3 separate regions of the Mus musculus genome follow, and regions 2 and 3 are each linked to region 1. Evidence: chromatin contacts called from public Hi-C and HiChIP or PLAC-seq data. All regions are on one chromosome and are shown on one strand. The core of a region is the stretch at or near the end of the contact, and the rest is flanking DNA. Distances in the headings are between cores, read along the strand shown. Region 1 holds the start of Tax1bp1 (Tax1 (human T cell leukemia virus type I) binding protein 1). Region 2 overlaps Hibadh (3-hydroxyisobutyrate dehydrogenase). Region 3 overlaps Jazf1 (JAZF zinc finger 1).

What was found. A called contact is a pair of places that touch in the nucleus more often than the background predicts. HiChIP or PLAC-seq counts read pairs in DNA pulled down with a chosen protein or histone mark.
Region 2: a Hi-C map of neutrophils shows a contact between it and region 1, with 2.6 times the contacts expected there. The contact joins the enhancer-like site here to the promoter of Tax1bp1 in region 1. A contact is called at or near these places in 24 of 39 promoter capture datasets (the 3T3-L1 cell line, 3T3-L1-derived adipocytes, the C10 cell line and 17 more), 2 of 15 datasets of contacts at CTCF or cohesin (CD8 T cells and the NIH/3T3 cell line), 45 of 484 Hi-C or Micro-C datasets (the 3T3-L1 cell line, 3T3-L1-derived adipocytes, the AML12 cell line and 37 more), 16 of 115 datasets of contacts at active chromatin or transcription factors (the 230-238 cell line, DN3 thymocytes, the HPC-7 cell line and 10 more) and 5 of 9 other capture datasets (adipose tissue, embryonic stem cells, liver and 2 more).
Region 3: a contact with region 1 is called in an H3K4me3 HiChIP or PLAC-seq map of the SCID.adh cell line, with 12 read pairs. The contact joins the enhancer-like site here to the promoter of Tax1bp1 in region 1. A contact is called at or near these places in 1 of 484 Hi-C or Micro-C datasets (the THB-7 cell line), 5 of 115 datasets of contacts at active chromatin or transcription factors (the SCID.adh cell line and embryonic stem cells) and 2 of 9 other capture datasets (adipose tissue and pancreatic islet).

The regions. Positions count from the first base shown.
Region 1 is chr6:52,711,505-52,716,102 of GRCm38.p6, reverse strand. It overlaps Tax1bp1 (Tax1 (human T cell leukemia virus type I) binding protein 1), which reads right to left and starts at 2,374. Exons shown (of 18, transcript NM_025816.3): 1 at 2,248-2,374.
Region 2 is chr6:52,619,950-52,624,547 of GRCm38.p6, reverse strand. It overlaps Hibadh (3-hydroxyisobutyrate dehydrogenase), which reads left to right. Exons shown (of 8, transcript NM_145567.1): 3 at 1,588-1,697; 4 at 4,450-4,571. Among named protein-coding and RNA genes, the nearest start is that of Hibadh, 18 kb to the left of the region's middle. Within about 2 kb of position 2,212, at least 55 of the 459 cell types and tissues checked have an H3K27ac peak or open chromatin away from gene starts, as enhancers often do. A contact at or near this core is called in bone marrow-derived macrophages, granulosa cells, hematopoietic stem and progenitor cells and 3 more, where this site is marked.
Region 3 is chr6:52,777,395-52,781,992 of GRCm38.p6, reverse strand. Jazf1 (JAZF zinc finger 1) reads left to right here. Exons shown (of 5, transcript NM_173406.3): 4 at 4,289-4,458. Among named protein-coding and RNA genes, the nearest start is that of Gm52904, 19 kb to the left of the region's middle. Within about 2 kb of position 2,277, at least 7 of the 459 cell types and tissues checked have an H3K27ac peak or open chromatin away from gene starts, as enhancers often do. A contact at or near this core is called in the SCID.adh cell line, where this site is marked.

The sequences.
Region 1 (4,598 bases), core at 1,125-3,624:
TCTTTTAAAATACGTTCATTTGTAAAACACTGTTCTTGGCCCACAAGTATTAGAAGATAGAACTTTGTAATTTCTATTAAGGCTTATTTAGAACAATGTAAACTTTAGAGCTACAAGTGCAGAAAGCCCAAAGTTTACATACTAACAATCAGTCCAAAGAAAATACACCAACAAGCTTCACAGGTGAAGCAGGGCTTGGTTGAAAACACCTTAACATCAGCACTCAGAAAACAGGCAGAAGCCAGCCTGGTTTCCATGCAGAGCTCCAGGACAGCCAGGGCTACAACATAGTTAAGACCCAGCCAATAAATAAGTAAAAATAAAATTTACAGGTAAGTTAATTCTTCCAAGGAAATATAAATATATAGTTAGAACTGCATATAAAAACTTTAGCATCCGGCTGGCGAGATGGTTCAGCAGGTAAGAGCATTGACTGCTCTTCCGAAGGTCCTGAGTTCAAATCCCAGCAGCCAATCACCCATAATGAGATCCGATGCTCTCTTCTGGTGTGTCTGAAGACAGCTACAGTGTACTTATTTATAATAATAAATAAATGTTTGGGCCGGAGCGAGCAGAGGTCCTAAATTCAATACCCAACAACCCCATGAAGGCTCACAACCATCTGTACAGCTACAGTGTGTGTGTATTAAAATAAAATAAATAAATCTTTTTTTAAAAACCAACTTAGCATCCTAGGGGATGGAGCGCTGACTCAGTAATTAAGAGCACTTACTGCTCTTACAGAGGACCTAAGTTGGGTTCACAGCACCTACATGGTGGTTCACACCATCTATCACTCTAGTTCCAGGAGATCTGACATCCTCTTCTGACTTAAGTCAGATATAACCAGGCATAAAATGCAAGCAAAACACTCATACGCATAAGTCTAAATTTTTTTAAAAACAGCATCCTTTAAAGGTTACAATTTATAATTCCAAGATGTTATTTTTGTCCTAGAAAAGGTACTCAATGGTTACATTTCACATACATTTCACATACACGACTGTGATTCTAAGAGCAAATGGTATGCAGCTAATGTAATAACTTGAAAACAAATAATACAATACAACTGTATTTGAAATTTAACAAATAACAAAGACGAGGGGGAGGAGGTTAACCAGTCATTCCTAGCATAGTCAAATATATTCTTGCAGAAATCTAAGATAAGTTCAGGGCGTTTGCCTAACATTCGAAAGGGACATACAGAAATCCAATTTACCCCTGAGAAGAATAGAATGGAGGCGAGTCCTTGGCCTCAGCTTCTTCTCCACACCTAGAGGGTAACCTGGAGATCACAAACCCACTTAATCAACCCACTTTTAAGGAATGTTATTCAAATAACCATTTTCGAATGTTTTGGGATTGAACACTAAAATTTTAATTATATTTGTTCGTGTCCTAATCATGAATTTTTACCACTTGGCAAAAAGCAGCATACTTGGCAGATACTTAGCATTAAAATGTCTAACATACCAACATAACGATAAAGCCGGAAATCTATCATAGTCAAACGCCACAACGTTTTCCAACAAAACTTTCAGGAACAAATTGTACTTCATATTTCTCAACAGGGAAATACAAGCGAACACCCCAGCTACGTTCTAACAGTACAGTTTTCGGGCGATGAGCGCTAGCCAGAACACGTCTTGCACCTTCCGCCGGGTCCAAAACACCGGGGAGAGTCAGCAGTGGGTGGAGCGAGGGAGGCGGAGTCGTGAAATCAAGTCCAGACGACCACAGAGCGAAGCGATCCTCCCCAAGATTTCTTAAAGCCTTCTCTTGGGCACCAGAGGGGGAGGGCTGCTTTCCAAACAGCAAGACTCAACTAATCTCTCAGCCCAGGAGAAGCCGGAGATCAAGCCAAGCCAGGTAAACAGCCAAACCAGGCGACACAGGGAGTCCCCGCCTCTTCCTCCAGCGGAGACTCAAACCAAAACAACCCAACGGGTCCTCCCCGGCTCGCCGCGGCCTAGCGCGCCCGCCACCCGTCCCTGGCTTGTTAGACGCCGGGGCCAGCCGGGGCCAGCCGCGGCCTAGCACGCCCGCTCCCGCCACGCTTCCCACTCTACGGTCACCCCAAGCCCAAAACACGTCACAATCGCGGCCCGGGGGAAGCTCGTCCTTGGGAAAGAGAGCTTCGTCACCACGGAGACCGTTCCCAAAACTCGCCAGGCCCGGGTTCCAGGGCCGAGACGGAGCGCGAGCGCCGGTTACCTCGAAAGCACGCGGCCCGTCCGCAAACCTTACCGGTCAGGGCCTCCGCCCCGCACGCTACGCCGCGCCCCGAACCTCCGCGGCCACCACCACTGCCTCTCAGCGTAGACCGGCTACACCTTCTCTAAGCGGAGAGCCGGCGGTGCGTCACTTCCGCCCCAGGGAGGCTCGCTTCCGCCTCTGCTGCTGCGCATGCTCTGCGGCGACACGCCCCACTCGCTAGCTGTAAAGAGTCCTTTAGTGGTTTCCCTGACAGCTTTTTCCTCTGTGGCTTTTGGTCAGTGATGTAGTCACCTCAAAACACAGTCCGTTTGAAACAAATTAACTGACTTACCAGCGAAATGGGAAGGATCGCTCAGAGGCCAGGTGACCTGGGTCTTAAATATCAGTCTAAGCTAATACATGTTTCAATATATACAGAAGCCCCAAGAACTGTCATAGCTATCACGAATTGAACCATCATATTCCCGTGTTGCTATGAAACTAATGACATTTACCGTATCACCAGCGAAGAAAGCATAACATTAAACAGAACAATAATATACAAAACTCTAATTTCAAGTTCTTTCATTTTCCACACAATTCAAGTCCACATTGGCCTCCATAAGACAGGTTCTTAATATTTGCTGATTCATTTGTTTCTTATATATTGAAATTTTTTAAGTTGGGTGTCTGTGTGTTTGCTTGTTTGTTTGTTTAAATAGGGATCTCTTCATTCTGGTCCTCCAAAAGGAAAAATTACTGTTGAGAGACATAGGCTGTTGAAGCAAAAGTTAAGTTCGGCATTGTGGGTTTTAAAGAAATATTTATGATTAAGACGGTAGTGTATTCATGAGATAAGTAATATTCCAACACAAGATATGATGGATTTGAATAAAATACACTTGCTTCCATGAAGTTCCAATTCAAACTGCACATTTAACAGAGAAAGGTAAGCTATATAAGGCAAAAGTAATTTTAGAAATTTAAATTATTTTCACTTCCATATCACGATCAACCAAGTCTTCCTTTTGAGGTATTTCTTCCTGTGCTGCTCTAGAAAACAACCACAAGGGAAAGCAGGTCACAAAACCACAATGTCTATAATAATATAATGAAATTGAGATCTTTTGCGTTTCAGACACTTCATTTTAGTGCAACTATAGGGGAAAATGCCCTGGAGAGAGAGAAAGAGAGAGTGAGAGAGAGATGAACAGACAGACATCTCAGGGCATTTAACCACAAAGGGGCATTCTGTTGGTCAGGAGACACAGCTACCAAAATGCAGGGCAGGGTTTTAGTTTTTAACTTCATACAGAACCTCCTTACTGAGATTACTCAAGACCCCATGATTGCTCTCATGGCTGGCTGTGAGTTAAGGCATTCTACTGCTCCAGGGTGAAGACATCCTGTTACTTTTTTAACTAATTGATTTATTCACTTTACATTCCAATATTACATCTCCTCCCAGTCCCCTCTGCAGCTCCACCCCTCATCCCCTCTCCTTCTTCTCTGAGAAAGGGGAACCCCCCTGGGTATCCCACCACCCCTTACCCCCCCACACACACACACATCAGTCACTATAGGACTGGACGCTTACTCTCTCACTGAGGCCAGACAAGGCAGCCCAGTTAGGGGAACTGGATTCACAGACAGGCAACAAATTTGGAGACAGCCCCTACTCCAGTTGTTGGGGGACAGTATGAAGACCAAGCAAGCTGCAGGTCTGACAAACACATGCAGGGGGCCTAGGTCTGGTCCCACGCTCACTCTTCAGTTGGTGGTTCAGTCTCTGGAAGTCCCAGTGGTCCAGGTTAGTTGACGCTGTGGGTCTTCCTGCGGAGTCCCTACGCTCTCATTCTGTTATCTTTTAGACTTGGGCTTTATTAGGAACACTGTAATCAGGAATTTACAACGAAGCTGTACGAAGAGAAGCGGGCGGGGCTTGGGCTGTCTTAGGAAAACATCTAAGTAATCCATAGCATTAGAGCCTGCAACCTAGTATCAGTGGTCAGATATTAGCAGGCTTAAATCTTGAAAATGGACTTCTTCCACATAATTAGCAGTTTGTAAAACCAGGATTCAAAATTGCAGGCCTTTGATTACCATTTAAAAGAATGGGATCTGGGGCTGGCTGGGAGTATAGCTCAGTTGGTATAGTGATTGTCTAGAATTGCCCAGAATAAACAGGGTATGGTGGTGCATGCCTCTAATCCCAACACTCTGGAGGAGAGAGAGCAAAAGGATCAGAATTTTAAAGTCATCCTCAGCTACACAGTGAGCTCTAGGCTAGCCTGGCCTACATGTGATAAGAGTAATATCTCACTTTGAGCAGAGAGATGATATTCTGAACTGTAGAATGATCATAAGACTACTGTGTAGTCCAAGCTTTCTGCTAAAGAACA
Region 2 (4,598 bases), core at 963-3,462, 91 kb after region 1:
GATAGAGAACTACAGAGGCTAACGTTGTGTATAATCTTTGCTTACCATCCAACGCTAGTGATGTCATCTGAAACGAAAGTTATGAGGACAGGTTTCTGAGACTTAGAAGGTCCCAGGACAGATTCAGTGACCAGGTTTTCTCCTTTCCACTTCCTTGTGATGTGTAAGTGGATAGAAAGAGATGATGATGTCAGACTCATTTTACAGTGACCAGCTTTCCTGGAATTGAAGGTTACTGGATATTAATAAATTGTATGTTGGAGGTAGAAGCTAAGTTAGGTATTTTGTTGTTGTCTTGTAAGAGGGCGCATAGGGTTCTCTGGAGGTGAGGGCAGGAGAGTAGGTAGGATTCAGTCAGGTTAAGAATGAGGACAAATGTGTCATTTCTTTAAAAAGCAGAGCCTCAGTCTTCATTTGTTAGGAGCCTTCCTCTGAATCCCTGAGCGACATCAGATCTGCAACCCTCTTGTTAACACAAGTCTTCTTGAGTTTTAGGATTACAGGAATTAATGCAATGTCTTATATTTGGGAAGCTGAAGCCAGAGCGGTTAAATGATTTGCACATTTAAGTAGATTGCATACTACTTGGCTGAGGTGCAACTAAACCTGCATCTCTCACTTCCCTAAATACGTGTTGCTTTGTTCCATCATTCTGTCTTTGCTTACCCACTCAATTAGCAGATGTAATTGAGGGATTCTAATTAGTTGGCTGCTAAAGGCTTTTGTGGCTAGTGTCAGATTGGAAATGAGGTTGGTTTCTTCCCCTCTATTTTTGAGTTGTTTCCAAATTTTGTCAGTTATTGTACTTTTAAAGTCATCATAGCAGTGGTAAGAGTATTTGAATGCCTTTGTTATATAAATCAGACATTGTTAATACATACCAAATGTATGCGGTCATTAGATATAGAGCAGTCGTGTCCAGTAGAGTGGTGACATTGCGGCTACTACTGTCAGTGTGTGTTTTTTCCAGACCTGTGAGTTTTGACACGACTTGATATATTTGAGGGGTTACCAGCATCCTGGCAAACCAAGCATCCCGAGAAGCAGATGCTTGGGCTGCAGGGCGCTGATAGACCACCTATGTGCTTGGCCGTTGGATGGTTTGGTGTTGCTGGCTCATGGGCACGAGAAGCTTGGGGATATGTGGTGTCCTAAGATCTGTGAGCTAATTTTTGGTACCCTGTAAGGGACTTTTGAAGGAGTTATCTGGATAGAACTAAATTTCTTTCCATGGAAGAGAACTTAAGGGGGCACCTGAAGTTCTCTGACATAGACTTCCAGGCTTATATCTTGGAGTGATCTAGAGATAGAGCTTCACTAGGAAGACAACTTGCCTTTGTTTTGCTTTGTATTTACTTCAGGGAAGTAGACATTTATGGGGGCTTTCTGTGAACCCCATGTTCTCCAGATAGTTCAGAAGAGGATGAAGACTCTAGCAGCCTCCATTTGTTCTTTATTTCACTGAGCTTTGTTACTGGTCATGATCTTGAACTTTTCCCAGTAAAGAGTTACAGATCCTGTCATGTTTGAGACCTGGGCACTGCTTACATTTGAATTAAACAATTCTCCTTTGTGATTTCTTTAAAGGTAGCATCCTCCCCAGCAGAAGTAGCCGAAAAGGCTGACAGGATTATCACAATGCTGCCCTCCAGTATGAATGCGGTAGAAGTTTATTCTGGAGCAAACGGGATTCTAAAGTATGTATTTCTCAAGGGTACAGTTTTTCTTGCTGTAGCTCTGGGTTTTACGTTGTTAAAGCTGCTAGGGCATTTAAACTCTATTGGTTAAATTTTCCTGTGCATTTTCTAATTTCATAAAGTGAACAGTGGTTTCCTGCTTACTGTGAAGAGTTAATTTTTGCACTAGAGTCAAGTATGTGACTTGCGGGACTCCCTCCTCCAGCCTTGCTTAACTTGCATTACACTTTCTCACTGGCAGAATGGTTAGGAGCCTTTTAAAGCTTGCATTCTAAATTGTACCTACTCTTTAAAACATGATTTTCTTCTGGTGTATAGAACTCCAGAAAAGGGACTCTGTGAAAAATAAAAGCAAACACTGAAAAGCACACTAACTTAAGACTTTATTATATAGTAAAACGTTATGGACTGTCCTCTGGGCTGGTCCATCTGCAGGGAGGACACGAGGAAGCTGGAATCTAGTGTTAGCAGTAGCCCTTTGGGTGACGTGTAATTCCCGTCAGTGTTTCCTACCAGTGTCTGGCTTCCCTGACACTGTAAGCCTGCTGGTGAATTGCTGCTTCCTGCCAAACCCTTGTGGTGTGGTTATGTCAGAGTGACAGTGGTTGCATTCCAGTTTCCGGCTTTCTGTTTTGTATTCCTAACTTACTTTGCTGTCGAGTTTAACAGAGAACTAGTACAAAGTCATGTGCCATGCAGACACTTGAGTCACCACACTGATTTCTAATAATGCTTGCTAAAAGAAAGGAAGATTTGCTTTGAGAAAAGCGTAATACAATGAGATTTGAGGTTTGGGAAACTAACACACTTGTAAGGAAAAGACATGTGGATATTAGACAGAAAACTGATAGGATAAATGTTTAGGCTTCAGGGGTTGGTAGAGTCAGCGGCCCCACAGTGTGGGTGGTCTTGAGGCGGCCTGGCTGACTCGCTACCCAGCCTGCTCCAGTTGTGCCCTGCTTTATTTCTCCAGGAAAGCTACTCAGACGTGTGCAGTGACACAACATTTACTAATATCCTTTACTTTGGAGCATGGTGGCCAGTTACCAGACCAGCTTTGTCCAGGGAGGGCTTAGGAAGAGTTTGGTTTCATATTAAACTCTAATTGCCCTCTCAGTGATGGTCCCCTTCTGCCTCCCCCACCATGTCTGGATTCTTTTTCTACACCCAGTGCATTGTTTTTAAGATTGTTAAAGGTGATAATACCATAGAAGACTGGTAGTTTTATTCATATTTTTTCTTTTACATAAAGTAAAACCTTTGTACTGAGGTGAGTTCTAGTAGCACTTGGCATGTCTCTTCTGTGGAGTCCACTCAAATACTCTGTTGGTTCTGTCTGAAATCTTCTTGAAAGAATTCTATGCACTGCTGTTTTCAATAGAAATATTTTATTTTCCTTTTTAGTGATTTATTTTTTAAACAGCAATTTCCCCATTTTCTGTTTTAATATTTCTATATATGGAGTTCTAATTTTCCAGTCTTGATTGTATATCCCCTGAGCGAGTAGACCTGTGGGAAGAACTTGAGGAAATATATAGCTGGTGAGATGGCTCTGGGTAGAACCCTTGCTGTGTAAATTGACTCCACAGAGTCCTCCACTGTCTTCCATGTGTACAATCAGAACACATCATTCGCACACACTAATAATAAATGAGAACTTCGGGAAATTTGCATACAATTGTTAGCTGTCATTCTTGATTCATATGTTTCTTTTTTATTTACTTTTGAGACAGACTCTTACGGTATTGCTTAGGTTGGCCTTGGACCCACCTTGTAACCCAGGCAGATATTGAACTTATAATCTTTCTACCTTACCTTCTCTGAGTATTTATTTAAGATTGTAGGCCTTGGACACCAAGACCAGGTAGGCAAATTCTAATGTAGGTCAGAGTTTTCTAGCCACTAGGGTAAGCACTGCCTTGTAGATAAAAGGGAACTGTTTCAGGTGTATGTTCTGCACTCGTAGTACAAAGAGAAATCTTTTATGATAAGGATGATAAAGGTTCATGTAAAATATCCATGATCCTGCTTCCATCTTTACCAATGTATACATTTTAATTTGCCACAAAACCCCCTAAATCTTGTCAAACTTCTAGATTCAATCCTTTATTTCCTTTTTCACCTGTTTAATATTTTGTTTTTAAAAAGTGTCTTATTAGGTCAGGAAGTAGGGAGGTGGAAGTGGATCTGGAGGCGTGATAGGGAAGTGGGATAGGATCAGGAAAGTGTTGGAGGAAGAGTGAGTCTGATCAAAATTAGTTATTTGAAAGTCTTAATAAAATGTTCTTTTAAAAAATGTTTCCATTGTTAAAAGAATATATCCTCTTGAAGCAAATAGCTATATTTTACTTGCTTATATTTATTCTTAGTGAAAATGATATGGGTATGAGAAATTTGCAGTATAGCTTACTAAAGACTTAAACTTTTTAAGACCCAGTGAATAAACCAATTCCCTTATGAAATTACTAGGGTTTCAAACTTGCTTACACTTTAACTTCACTGTGTCAGCATGGCCAGTGTACTTCACCTGATCCTAGGCTTTCCCAATTCGTTATCTGAATGAGTATGGGTTTACTTTGAACTGTAATTGATCTGAACTTGAGTAAATAAATGTAAGATTTGTCAACTGTTTCAGTACCAGGCCACAGGCCTCCTTGACGGTCTGGCTATTTTGACCTGATTCTGATTGTTGCTTAGTTGCATGAAGTACTCATTCAGTGTTGTAAACTTGAATATTTTCATTTATACTTAGAAAAGTGAAGAAAGGCTCATTATTAATAGATTCCAGTACTATTGATCCTTCAGTTTCAAAAGAATTGGCAAAAGAAGTTGAGAAAATGGGAGCTGTTTTCATGGACGCCCCTGTCTCCGGTGGTAAGTGCTGTCTAAAACACATGTGCA
Region 3 (4,598 bases), core at 1,028-3,527, 66 kb before region 1:
CTTACAGATGAGTATTTCAGAAATTCATTCTGGCTTAGTTATTTGATAGTTTTTAATATTTAAAAATGTTTGTTATGTAGAGCTACAGGTAGAAACATTTAGCAGTAAGCAAGTACAAGTAGAACTTAAATTTTCTTTTAAAGAAAGAGGTGTTCTGGGTTTGGCAAACGTGTGCCTCTAATCCTAGTGTGGAGAGTTCAAAGCCAGCCTGCTCTGCATAATGAGATCTAGGCTAGCCTGGGCTACATACTGACACTCTGTCACAAAAGCTTAACAGCCAGGGCTGGGATATGGCTACATCCTGCCCTTGCAGAGGACCCAGGTTCAGGTCCAAGCACACAGCAGATGGCTCAGAACTGCCTGTAACCCCAGTGCCAGGGGGTCTCACACCCCTTATGGCCTGTGAGGGCATCATACTCTCTTGCTCCCACTCACATACAGACACACAAATACACAAAAATAAAAATAAGTCTTTAAATGTTTCCACCCAATGAGCAAACACAAAAATCAGAGCTTGCCTGAATGTGGTAGAGCAAGCCTAAAATAGCAGCACTCAGGGAGTGAAGGCATGAGTTCAAAGCCATCCTGGCTACCTAGCAAAAGATTCTGTTTCTGGATGCTTGCTTATTTGTGGACTGTTGTCTCAGCACTGGTGAAGCATTCGCTGATTTGATAATTGATGGTAGACCCATGGTGGGCAGAAAGTCGTCCGGCTGATATGTCTGCCAGAACCTGAAAGGTCTGAGTGTGCTGTTACCACTGCTGCTTGAATATTAATGACCCAAGCAATTAAAACATGGCATATGGGTGTTCTGGAAAGGCTAGCTTATTTATCCAGATGCCACAAGTGCATTTAGAACTACAAAGGAGGACTAGGGCGTTCTATAGCAATAAATGACTGTGCAGGGAAGTGAGAGAAGAGAGTGGAGGAGGAAGGACAAGGGTAGAGATGACCCTTGTGGCCCATGGGAACAAGTGACAGAAACAGCAGGGCTTGTGGACAGTGACATGGGGTCTGCCCAAATGGCAGCTGTGAACAGGTGTGTGTGTAACAGGTGTTAGGGGAACACCTTAATATTTTTCTCATGTGAGTCACAAAACCAATTTCTTTAAAAACTTTTTCAGACCACCTGTGGGAGTTTCTGGGCTGTCCCACAGAATGTGACAGAGTTCCTGTGCTGTCCCTCAGAGTGTGACAGTTTCTAGGCTTTCCTACAGAGTGTGCCTGAGTTTCTAGGCTGTCCCTCAGAGTGTGACACTTTTTTCTACTAGCCCCGCTTACCTCTCAAACTGGAAATGCTGCATGCGCAACCAAGGTCCAACTCTTCAGACCCAGTTCCCACTGCCTAACAAATAGACCCAATTCTCACTGCCTAACAAACAGACCCAATTCCCACTGCCTAACAGACCCAATTCCCACTGCCTAACAAACAGATCCAATTCCCACTGCCTAACAAACAGACCCAATTCCCACTGCCTAACAAACAGACCCAATTCCCACTGCCTAACAAACAGACCCAATTCCCACTGCCTAACAAACAGACCCAATTCCCACTGCCTAACAAACAGACCCAATTCCCACTGCCTAACAGAGTTTGAGCACACTGTCCCCACACCCTTTTCCCTCCCCCCTTTCTTAGTTCCTGAACTGGCTTTGTTGTGGTTTGTTTTTATTTGTTTGTCTTGAGACAGGTTCTTACTATGTAGCTCTGACTGTCCTGGAATTCATTATGTAGACCAGGCTGGCCTTGAACTCACAGAGATCTGCCAGCCTCTGTCTCCTGAATGCTAGGATTAAAGGCATACAACTACCATACTGAGCTTCTGAACTGGCTTTTCTAAAAGTGTTGCATGTAATAAGTATGTGCAATATGTGTATGTAATATGTATATGTAACATTATGAGTGAGTTTCTTACACTGCCATCCATTTACTTGAGTACTTACTACATGTCAGCCCTCCTATGCAGGGGTGCTGTTGAGTATACTTCTAACCTTTAAATTATATTTGCAAAAAGAGATTTGTACCACTTTCATGAACAATAAAAAGCATGTGCCCTACCCCTCAGCTAACAAAAGCCAACATGTGAGCCAGCTCGACAGCGCTTTGTTCTAGGAGAGAACTAAACACAGGTCTGTCTTGTACATCACCTCCCAGCCAAGGGAGGCAGTAAGTCTCATGCAGTCCCCTTGGGGCCCTGTGACACAGTGCCCCACTCATGTTAGCACTGCCTTTGACTCAGACCGTGCCCTGTACCCCACGGTATGGCATCCCTGCCGGCCTGCTTTGCCTATGGCCCATGTGGTTTCCAGCAACACTGCTCCTACCCCCTCAGGGTCTGGTCCCTTTTGATCCAGTTTAGTTTTAAAGTTTTATCTTCTACTGGGCTTCATTAAGGGGTTTCCCACCTCCTCCCCCAAGCTGTAAATGCTGAGTGGTTCTTGATGTTCAGGTGAACAAATTAGCCCAATTAGATGGGAAAATTAGTTGTTCTTACTTTCTGAAATCCTGCTGAAGGACCTTTCCAAATCACATTTACTGCTTTCAAACTGGCATTTTAAAGAACTCCAGCATGTGGCCTCTGTTTAAGAGCAAAATGTCTTATGCAATACCCTGCTTACAAATGGTTTTAGAGGTTTGCTCGGGACTGACTGGGAAAGCTGTGTGGCCAAGTGATGCGGAGTCTCTGGTGCAAGCATTACCAAGCGTGCTCTACTTTTATTTTAGATGATGGCGGGTGTTATATACAGCAGGGTTGACTAAAACCCACTTTTAATCCTAAAGCCTCATTTTAAGCAAATGTTTTCTCTGCACCTTACCCTCTACCACCCCACACCCTCACCAAAAGTTCTTAGCAGACACAGAAAAGCCTGCTAAATGGTAAAGAGTAAGTGGTAAAGACCCAGCAAATGTGGAGGAAGAGGGACCCTGAGGAGGAGCCCATAAGCTGTAGGGTTATCGGGATGCAGCCGAAGGAACGGGCATCCCTCCATGGCTAATAGAGCAGACACATCTTACCCTGCACAGGGGTCAGCTGCTTCTCTACCTCAGCATCACTCCAGGACTGAGTGAGAGGAGGCATAGGGTTTACCTGAAACATCATGGGCACTCAGTAAACACAGTCACTCCTTCCTGGACCTTTGCAACGCTCAGCCTCAGATGATGGCGTCCTTGGCTGCTGGCTCAACTGCTCTTCAAACAGTCTTATTAATGCCTATTAAAATGAAACCCAATAAAAGTGCCAATATTTGGTGTTGAAATAATTGATGTTGCAGAGCGAGCCAATGAAGCACCTAGGCAGGCCCCTGGCGCAATTTAGCCTCACACCTGGGGGATGAATTTCACAACTGTAATTGCTACCATATAATTCTTATTAATGTTGTGCTATAATTCCTATTTATTCCACGGGGCTTGTAAATGCATTAGGACTTGTCAACATATTATTTTACACTGTTTATGATCTGTAGAATTATGTCCTTCAGGGTTGTATTGTGCAAAAGTGCAAAATAAATGGCTTTGGGCCTCCCTCATTAAAGAGAGTAAAATAGGACCACTGTTGACGAGGTTCTCCACCCCAGCTGTCCTGAACCAGGAAAGCCGATTCTTAATTCAACTCTGGGCAGAGCCCCTTTCATCTTTAGGAATATAAAGGATTCATCTTCCACTCTGAGTAGTCATTCCACGAGTCAGGCCTGTTGGGAAGTGTGTGGCTGGAAGGCAGATGAGATAGGTGGGTGGGAAACGAGTGTTTTCTCTCCAGGAAGCCAGACCTGCACCTCAGAGCTCTGGACATTCCCTGCTTCCTGGCTTGGGGTAGCCTGCCTGCAGTTCCACAGTAGCCTCTGTAAGCTAAAGATCCAACGTCTGGCCCCTCCTAAAAATCTGCTTGAAGCAGTTTGTGTTTTCTAGACTAGGAGAGCAGGAAACCAAGGGACAGAGTTTTCCCCATCACCGTGTCCAGTCTAGCTTGTATGTGTATTAAGAGGGCTCTGTCATTGTTGTCTATTTGTGCTTGGACCCCTGGAGCCTTCCTGGTCGCTTTGCAGCCATGGGCAGTCCTAACTATAATCTTATCCCAGAACGAAATCCTTGCTTCACTAGTTCCTAGCTGTGGATTGCTGGCAAGCTTCTAACCTGGTCTTTTCCTCCCTAGGAGTAACAGCAGGCCATCTGGGTCTAGCATGCCCTCTGCTTGTGCACCAATGGCTGCCACTATTGCTAAGCCTTCAGCCGGCCTGTTGGGAGGGGGCAGCTTTTGACAGTCTTTGTACATCTCTTCTGCTCCACAGGCAGCGAGTATGATGAGGAAGAGGTGGACTATGAGGAGTCAGACAGTGATGAGTCCTGGACCACAGAGAGCGCCATCAGCTCTGAAGCAATCCTCAGCTCCATGTGCATGAATGGAGGGGAAGAGAAGCCTTTCGCCTGCCCAGTTCCAGGGTGTAAAAAGAGATACAAGGTAAAGGAAAGGTCTCTTCACTCAGTGTAACTGCTTGGCAAAGAAGCACTGTAAAATAGCTGCCCTTTGCAATTCTAAAGAGAGCTGCCTGTGTGCCAGGGATAGACACTCATCGCCCATGTTCATGAGAGCGAGAGCCT